Regions from separate parts of the Mus musculus genome. Here all the other regions are linked to region 3. A link is a contact called in public ChIA-PET data. All regions are on one chromosome and are shown on one strand. Each heading gives the region's core, a stretch centred on a gene start, on an enhancer-like site or on the middle of the called end of the contact. The rest is flanking DNA. Distances are from core to core; before and after follow the strand shown.

Evidence for each region. ChIA-PET counts read pairs in DNA pulled down with a chosen protein or histone mark.
Region 1: an RNA polymerase II ChIA-PET map of memory CD8 T cells shows a contact between it and region 3, with 10 read pairs. The contact joins two enhancer-like sites.
Region 2: an RNA polymerase II ChIA-PET map of memory CD8 T cells shows a contact between it and region 3, with 52 read pairs. The contact joins the promoter of Msl2 here to the enhancer-like site in region 3. A contact is called at or near these places in 4 of 39 promoter capture datasets (3T3-L1-derived adipocytes, the C10 cell line, the HPC-7 cell line and 1 more), 7 of 115 datasets of contacts at active chromatin or transcription factors (the 230-238 cell line, astrocytes, bone marrow-derived macrophages and 3 more) and 1 of 9 other capture datasets (macrophages).

Annotation. Positions count from the first base shown.
Region 1 is chr9:101,098,333-101,101,096 of GRCm38.p6, forward strand. It overlaps Msl2 (MSL complex subunit 2), which reads left to right. Exons shown (of 2, transcript NM_001100451.2): 2 at 2,239-2,764. Among named protein-coding and RNA genes, the nearest start is that of Msl2, 25 kb to the left of the region's middle. Within about 2 kb of position 1,324, at least 42 of the 459 cell types and tissues checked have an H3K27ac peak or open chromatin away from gene starts, as enhancers often do. A contact at or near this core is called in memory CD8 T cells, where this site is marked.
Region 2 is chr9:101,073,277-101,076,182 of GRCm38.p6, forward strand. Msl2 (MSL complex subunit 2) reads left to right here and starts at 1,486. Exons shown (of 2, transcript NM_001100451.2): 1 at 1,486-2,144. The coding sequence starts at 2,003.
Region 3 is chr9:100,684,478-100,687,570 of GRCm38.p6, forward strand. The region is part of intron 1 of Stag1 (stromal antigen 1); the gene reads left to right. Among named protein-coding and RNA genes, the nearest start is that of Stag1, 43 kb to the left of the region's middle. Within about 2 kb of position 1,489, at least 50 of the 459 cell types and tissues checked have an H3K27ac peak or open chromatin away from gene starts, as enhancers often do. A contact at or near this core is called in astrocytes, forebrain and memory CD8 T cells, where this site is marked.

The DNA.
Region 1 (2,764 bases), core at 74-2,573, 410 kb after region 3:
AATCAAATGGATAATCAAAAAGACTGTGCTTCAGCCTGGTGTGCTGATGGTGCCTTCTGAACAAACAACTGTGTTACTGATGTAGGTTGACTGTGAATACACCTGTGTGCAATCTTTGTTGTTTTGGGTCTTGAATTTATAGACTGCCCCTTCCAGGGAAGCTGTGAGTAAGAGCCATAGCTCTAGCTCTTGGTACTTTTTTTTGAAGACCATGTCCCTTTATATACTGCAGCTCAGGTTGTCCTGAAACGCGACCTTCTGCCCTCCAAGTGCTGAGATTACAAAAGTGTGTGTGTGTAACTTGTATATAAGTGTTTCTAAATACTTTTCTTCCTAAATATTTAAAATATCTTCTTGGTGCTGGTTTTAAGTAGGAGTGTTGGGAAATATAAATTACTGAGAGTTCATTGGTAATATACATAGAAACTCACAGTTATATACAATGTTTTCTTGTGGCCTTCCTAAACCCAGTGACTCTCAGAGTTCTTGTGAATGGCTTTCTTGGAATTATATATATATTCTAGATAAAGATATGGGAGTATCTAACATCTTAGAGAGTTTTACATCTTCTTTTTCAACAATGTCCTCCCCCCCCCCCCCAATCCCCTTAGGGACCTCAGGTGTATGTTTGCTGTAGGTTAAAGAAGTTTAGTTTGCTGGAGATGAATGTTATAAACTGAAAGGTTTTGGGTTGTATGTTGTTGGACTCTTGTGGTTGTGTCTTGTCTTCTTGATGGCTTTTGTCGTTATTTTCTTGTATATGTGGCCTTAGTTCCATGGGGCTTAATAATTTTTTTTGTCTTGAGATTTTTGGTGTTAGTTATTTAAAAATTAAAAATGAAGGTGTCAGGGAGATGGCTGAGTGGGTAGAGTGCTTCCTATGCAAGCATGAATGGAGGTGCTGTCTAACCCCACACTGGTAGGGTGGAGACAGGCTGATGACCCAGTAGAATCTACCCTTCTATTGTTCTTACTTGTACGTCATTTATAATTTGATAGCTGTCTCAAGTTGGTAGACCATTTTACCATGTGTGTTTGTGTGGTATGTGCACATATGTGTGCCAATCATGTGTGCAGAGGCTGTAGGAGAGGACATTAGATGTCCTGTTCTATTTATTTTTTGAAAGGTGGTCTCTCACTGAACCTGGAGCTGGGAGCCAGTGAGCTCCAGTGGACCACCCCACTATTCTACCCCTTGTTGCTAAAGTTACACAAGTGTGCCACTACAACCAGCATGTTTATGTGCTTTCTGGGGATAGGAGCGCAGCTCCTCATACCTGTGCTGTACACGTTGTTAGCCCTTCCCAGCTGAGCCAGCTCCCCAGCTCCACTTTCACTTTCCTAATCTGTTGCTGTACGAGGATACCTATGGTTTATAATAGAACAGTTCTTTTGAGTTCTGGCGTACAGTATTACTTCCATTTTTCTTTATTGTAATAAGTTTAAACATAATGGCCCACGTCTGTGGTTTAGAGGGAAGTTGTTAACGTGAAAAAAAAGTCTATTGAGCCAGGCATGGTGGTGCACAAGTTTCTCCCACCAATCCCGATCTTGTTCTTTTGAGTCAGGGTCTCTGTATAGTCCTTAGCTGCCCTGGAATTCACTATGTAGAGACCATGCTGTCCTTGAACTTATATAGAGATTCACCTTCCTCTGACTCTATAGCGTGCTGGGATTAAAGATGTGCACCACTGTGTCAGGCTCAGATACCCCTCATTTTATTCTGTTCTTATGTTTTAGTCCTTGTGGGAGATTTGAATTGAATAAAACTCCCTTTTCTTTTAATGAATGAGCCCTTACTCCATTGTAGTTTACATTTTGATCTTATGGCTCATATATATAATTACAGGTTGGAATTAGATTTGTACCAATTCTGTTCAATAAGTTGTCTATTCTTCTCTTGTATTAGTTTGGGGCCTCAGGGGTTTTAAGCCTACACTTTACCACCACACTTACTTCCTGGTAGCTTTTGGAGAGAAGACCATAAGGAGGTTGGTGTTAACATTTTGTGGGCAAGACCGAAATCCAGGAAGACTGTGATTTGAGATAACGGAATGGAGACTATGTTACAGAAATGAAGTAAGATGTTGACGATTTCTCCAGTTATCTCTGTATACCCTTCCTTCCAGTCTAGTGAGTCTAACAAATTTCAGTTTAAGAGATTAATGTCTGAACTCCATTATATGAAACAGTATATTAGTTTTGCTAAAATCTGTGCTTTCCTCCTCCTCCCCTTAGGACATTTGCTTCAAGATCCTATTGCACCCACCAACTCCACCTGCCAACACTATGTCTGCAAAACTTGTAAAGGCAAGAAAATGATGATGAAACCTTCATGTAGCTGGTGCAAAGACTATGAGCAGTTTGAGGAGAACAAGCAGTTAAGCATCCTAGTGAATTGCTACAAGAAACTGTGTGAATATATAACCCAGACGACACTGGCACGGGATATAATAGAAGCAGTTGACTGTTCTTCTGATATTTTGGCTTTGCTTAATGACGGATCATTGTTTTGTGAGGAGACCGAGAAACCTTCAGATTCATCCTTCACTCTGTGTTTGACACATTCCCCTTTACCTTCAACTTCAGAACCCACAGCTGATCCTCAAGCTAGCTTATCTCCAATGTCTGAGAGTACCCTCAGCATTGCCATTGGCAGTTCTGTTATCAATGGTTTGCCTACTTACAATGGGCTTTCAATAGATAGATTTGGTATAAATATCCCTTCACCTGAACATCCAAATACAATTGACGTGTGTAATAC
Region 2 (2,906 bases), core at 236-2,735, 390 kb after region 3:
AGTGTCCTCAGCCTTCTGCAAAAAAGGCAAAAGCTTTGTGTGTGCGTGTGTGTGTTTTAATGCAGAACAACGAAGGACTCAGACACTTTCGGACTCTACAGAACCAGAGCATACATCGCGGGCTGTGTCCACGCACAAGGGCAGGCTCGCTGGGGACCTAGAGGAGTGGCTTTCAAACTTGTGGGCCAGCGCCTAGTCCACGGCCCGCCACGCGCTAGGTTCCGGGAGGAGGCCGGCGAGGCCGGGGCTGGGCTGCCATCCTCCCACTGGGGTCAACTCCGGTCCCCGAACACCCTCCCCCCACCTCCGCCCCACGGCGCGACGCGGGCAGCCCACGCGAGGGGAGACCGTGCCCGCTACCCCAATTCACCACAACCCACACGCCTGGGAGACCGGATTGGAGAGCACGTGGGGGAGGGGCGGAGAGCGCGTCCGGCTCGAAACCGAGCATGCTCCGTGCACGGAACCGTAAGTGGCGAGCCAGACATGCGCAGTGAGCTCGGGGTGTGCTGGCGGCGGGGCAGGGCGGGGCTGGCGTGAGCGGGCTAATGTGTTTATCCGGTTTTCTGGGTGGGCGGTCAAAGCGCACGCGTAAGGGCGAAAGGCGGTAGGGTCGGGGTGGGTGTGTTGGGGGGGTTTGTGCATGCGCAGTGAAGCCGGCAGCGCGGGGAGGGTGTGGAGGGGGCTTTTAGAGGAGAAGCAGGGGAAAAGGGAAGCGGAGGGAGAGGAAGGGCGGGGGGTGGGGGTGGGGAGGGGGGGTGAGAGCGCGCTGTGCGCATGCGTACAAGGGCTAGCGACGACGGCGGCGGGGGAGGCTCGGGGATGACAGTGTCTTTGCCCGTTGGGGTAACGGTCGTCGTTACCGGCCGGGCCTGAGGCGCCGCACCATCTACTGCGGCCGGAGTAGCCCCGGCCCAACGGAGCTAGAGCGGCGCGAGAAGAAGCGTGAGGGCGGCCAGGCGCGAGGGAGGGGCCTGCAGCGGGCCTGGTCGTGCGCGCTGGGTGGCGGCGGCGGCGGCCTGGCGGGGTGAGCTCGCTTAAACCGCGGCTGGGCAGGCAGGCGGCGGCGGCGGCGGCGGCGGCGGCGGCGCAGCACCGTGGCAGTCGCGCTTGGAGGAGTCGTCCGTGCCGTGCCGAAAAGATGGCCGGGCTGTGAGGGGGCGGCGCTTGCGCTGGTGACCCCAAGTGTGCGGCTGAGAAGCGGAGGGGCGCCGCCGTCGCCGCCTGCCTGCCTGCCTGCCTGCCTGCCTGCCGGGCCTGCTCCCCGCCCCCTCCCGCCGCCGGGCCCCGCGCGCACTTCCTCCCGGGCCTCCCTTTCGGGCGGGGGCCTCCCTCCCGCCCGCCTGCCGCGCCAGGCGCAGCGTGGGCCCCGCGTCCGGCATGGCGAGAACGGCAGCGGCGCGCTCCCGCCGCAGTAGCAGCAGCAGCAGTAGCAGCCACAGCAGCAACAGCAACCTCCGCCGCCGCGGCTGCTGGCACTAGACCCGGGAATCCGACGCCTGCGCCGTAGTCCCCACCGTCCCGCTGCCTCCGCGACGTCGCTGCGATGGAGTAAGGGCCCCGCCGTCGGAAGAGAAACGTGTGGACCGCTTGGACCCCACCGGGCCCGCTCCCGTGCGCGCCAGCTCCACCCGGAGGTGCCTCCGCGGCCGGACATGCTGCTCGAGCGCAGGCCGCCCGCCGAGCCGCGGGGCTAGAGCGAACCCGGAGCCCGTCCGGAGCACCCAGCCGCGGCCGTGTCGGACGAACTCGATCGCTGATTTCGCTTGTCTCTCTTTGGTCTGCAAGTCTCAGGGACAGAGGAGGGGCGCCGAGGCCCCCATGTGTGGGAGGATTGCTTCAGCTTCACAAACTTGCACGGATTTTGGTTGCTGCTTTGGCCAGGGGTTCTGCTCAGATTTCTTCCGAATTGTTTTAAATTCGCCATTGTTCCCTGGCTGCTTACAAACTTGGATCCGGAATTTCTTTTCAACCGGGAGCCATTGGTGTCGAAGTGTCTGCAATGAACCCGGTGAATGCTACTGCTCTCTACATTTCCGCGAGCCGCCTAGTGCTCAACTACGACCCCGGAGACCCCAAGGCGTTTACAGAGATTAACAGGCTCTTGCCTTACTTCCGACAGTCCCTCTCGTGCTGTGTTTGCGGTGAGACGCTTCTTTATTGTTCCCCTTTCCCTGCTTGTTTTCTAAAGTTCCTTTGGCAGTAGTAACGTGAACGGTTGGCCGGCCGGTAGTTCGTCTTAAGGGGTGGTACTGTGCAGTAGTACACGGTCGTTAGTTTTGAAAGTCGCCCAGGGACTTTTGCCCGGCGTTTCAGAAAGGCCGAGAGCCTTTTTCAGCCACCTTTGTACGGAGGCTTTAACGTTCAAAATGGTTTTATTTCGCTTTGACACATCTTTCTGGTGTTTTATTTTTTTAAAATACATTTTAAAAAATTCTTCGACGGCTTCACACGTATAGCGGTGATGTCTTAAATGGGGTTGAAATGCCAGCGGCATGCTGCCTTCTTTTTAAAACCTCTGCTGCGGGAACTGATTGAATACCATTGTCATTAAATGTGGTCAAACATTGTTAAGAAATATGCACTGCACTCGTGTTTTGCAGAGGGTGGATGGTATAATCTTGATGCACCTCCAGCCAGAGACCTCAGTGCCCCAGGTTCTACAACAGATGGTTTGAAGGTTAGCACTGACCTAATGAAGCTGATGGTACTTTTTAGTTGGTGAGATCTTTTTACAGACTAGATTTTCTGTAGTTTTAATGTCAGGTGGCCTGGCAGAGTCGCATTGTTTATTTACTTGCTTATTTAAGACAGGTTCCTACTATGTAGCTTAGGCGGACTTCGAACTAGTGGTCTTAGTGTCTCAGTCTCTTGAATGCCGGTATTTCAGGCATGCACAGCCATGT
Region 3 (3,093 bases), core at 239-2,738:
CTCCTCCATGTTCTCCTCTGAATTTCAGTTTACTTTATTCTGACTTGAACGATTCTCTAATTTCTGTTGTATCAATTACAACCTAGCATTCCATCTCTCTGTCCTCTTACTGGAAGTTCTGCCCTTCTCCTTCTTGACCCAGCTATTGGCTGTTAATTCTTTATTACAACCAGTCAGTAGTGAGACAACCTCCGATACATTCCTAGATTGCCTGTATGCATGTGAGGATGGACTAATGTTAACAAAATAGAGAACTGGCTATTGTCCATAGAAATGACAGTGATGAGAATCTTGCCAGCACTGAGCTCTTTGATGATACTGAACGAACAATTAAAAATAGAGACACACAACAATTTGAGGAAGGTCACTCCAACAGTTTCTCTTTGTCATCTTCATTATATTCCCTTCCTAAACTTCTGTTTTAGTAACTACAGTAGTCTCTAGCTGTTAATCCATTCTTTGAAGTTTTTGAAAATTTAAAGTTATAGTAATTATATGTAAATAGAATCTTCTGTCACATTTAAGTTTCTGGAGCTTGTTAATAAAAAGTTCTTTATCTAAATTATCCTGTTGGGAGTACCTCCCCTAACATGGTGAGCAATACCATGAATTTATGCATTCTGTTTACTTGAACTATAGAAAAATTGCTTTTTGAGGCTGTTTTTTGTTTTGTTTTGTTTTGGTTTTTCGAGACAGGGTCAGGCTGGCCTCGAACTCAGAAATCTGACTGCCTCTGCCTCCCAGGCGCTGGGATTAAAGGCGTGTGCTACCACGCCCGGCTGAGGCTAAGTTTTTAAATTGTGGACATTCACAAACTATTTCGTTGGCACTGTTTTGCAAAGAACAGGTTATGTTTTGGATGTTTCATATCCCCAGCATTGCAAAAATTATTCAAAGAATAAAGTTTTTTGTTACAGAGTTGAATAGTGACTGCTGATAAATCCTAGCTAGCTGTACGTCTTTTTTAAAAATCAGGAATCTATGGGAAGTGATCTCAATTATCAGTGAATTACAAAAATATTTCTTTTAAATAGTCCAATGTCTTGTGGTGTTCACATTGACCAAATATTGAAAAACATTTTGGTAAACCACATTTAGGCCAACTTTCTCATTAATATGGCTTCATGACAGTTTGACAGTATATTGTGGCATATGTTCATTCATTATCCTTGATGTTTCATTTGCTAAAAATAGTCCTAAAAATTCCTTAAAGCAGTTTTGTTCTTTAAAAAGCATAGTGTTCAACTGTCACATCTTATTAATTATAGGCTTCATTTTGAAAAATAAATCACAATAGAATTTTAGGTCAAGTGTATCAAATGTCCCTTTTGTTAAGAGATTGTTGCCTTTTTAAGGTAGTTTCTCTTTCATTTGGATAATGTGCTGTGTTGAGCTTTGGTTGTTAATTGATAGATGTGGTATCCTCTCTGTGAGAGCTTTTAAAATGCATAACACGTATTTCAGAAAGCAGCTGTTGCTATGGCAACTCTCGGGGTCACTTGCAGCTCAGCTTACATGATTGGCTGTTAATGGAGCCTAATATGCTTGAGAAGAGAATTGAGCAAATGAAAGAGGGTTTGAAGGAATCCTCTTAAACCACTTGAAGTTTAACAAAATAGCACTCAAAAATTTAACACTTATATTACTGTTACTCAGTTTTATATGAGTGATTTTATGAGTAATGACAAGTTCTGAAAAATAATTTTTATAAACTCTTAAGAATGTTGGAATCTTGTTACTATTTTCCCTCACATACTGTTGTTTAAAGAAACACAGCTGTCAGTCATGTTCTGCGCTCTACACTCAAACCTCTGAGAAGTTAATTGAATTGAGGCATGAGAAGGTTGTTAATTGTATGGGGCCAGAACAAGTAGTAAAACCAGGAATAGTGTCTACATTTAGTGTAGTTATGTGAATTAGGTTAGAGTCACTTTTTATTCAGATTCTTAAGATAGTTCCATGAATACCTGCCTCTCTTATGGGAGTGTTTGAATGGTATAGGAAGAGATGGTGCAGTGTACTTTGAATTTTGAGGTTGATACAGTAAACACAATTAAGCATAAGAATTTCTAGAAATTCTGTCAAGCTGGCTCAGTGGGCAAAGGCTCTTGCCACCAAAACTGATAACCTGAATTCAACCTCTGAGACCACCATGGTGGAGGAATAGTCCTTATTCCTACAAGTTGTTCTGTAACCCCCTCCAAGTGCATCATGGCATGGAGTGTGTGCACTTGTATCCCCCGCCCCCAGATGTAGTGAACAGTTTAAAAAGAACTGGCATAATGAAAATGAATCATGTAGAATGGCACCAGTAATGTCAACCTTGTTAAATGACAGTTTTCATCTGTGTCCACCTACTATCACTTCTATAACTACGGTATTAATAATAGAGTGTCTTGCCGGGGGGTGGTGGCGGCGCACACCTTTAGTCCAAGCACTTGGGAGGCAGAGGTAGGCGGATTTCTGAGTTCAAGGCCAGCCTGGTCAACAAAGTGAGTTTCAGGACAGCCAGGGTGTCTTCATTTTAGCTATTAGATAATAGTATATGTAATTAAAATTAGGTTGTTATTCAGGTGATGTTTGGAGAATAATAACATCTCTTCAGAAATTATTTTATTTTGTAAAAGTGACTTGGTTGTCTAGGGCAGAAGGTATTGGAAATAGAACTAAAATATGGGACTTATTATATCTGTTTCTACCTCTAGAGCTTTAAAAAATTGATTATACATATAGACCAAGACATTGAGAGACAGAGTCAGGAGGATTGTGAGCTTGAGGCAAGTCTGAGCTACATAACAAGACCCTGGGCTTGGGAATGTAATGTGCTCAGTGGTAGTATATGTCTAAAATGAACAAGACCTTGTGGCTTCCCCAGCATAAAAAACAAACAAAAGATTATGGTGTAGTGCTTAAACCGATGCACCAGATTTTACTCTGCTGGTATATTTTGTTATTTGATTTTTGACTTTGTTGTCAGAAATAGCAATAATTACCTTTGATTTATTAAAGAGATATTTAGAAATTTTTAATCATTTTGTTTTTAAATGGTACTGTTCAAGTGATTAAGTGATTCTACATCCTGTTCTACTGAGA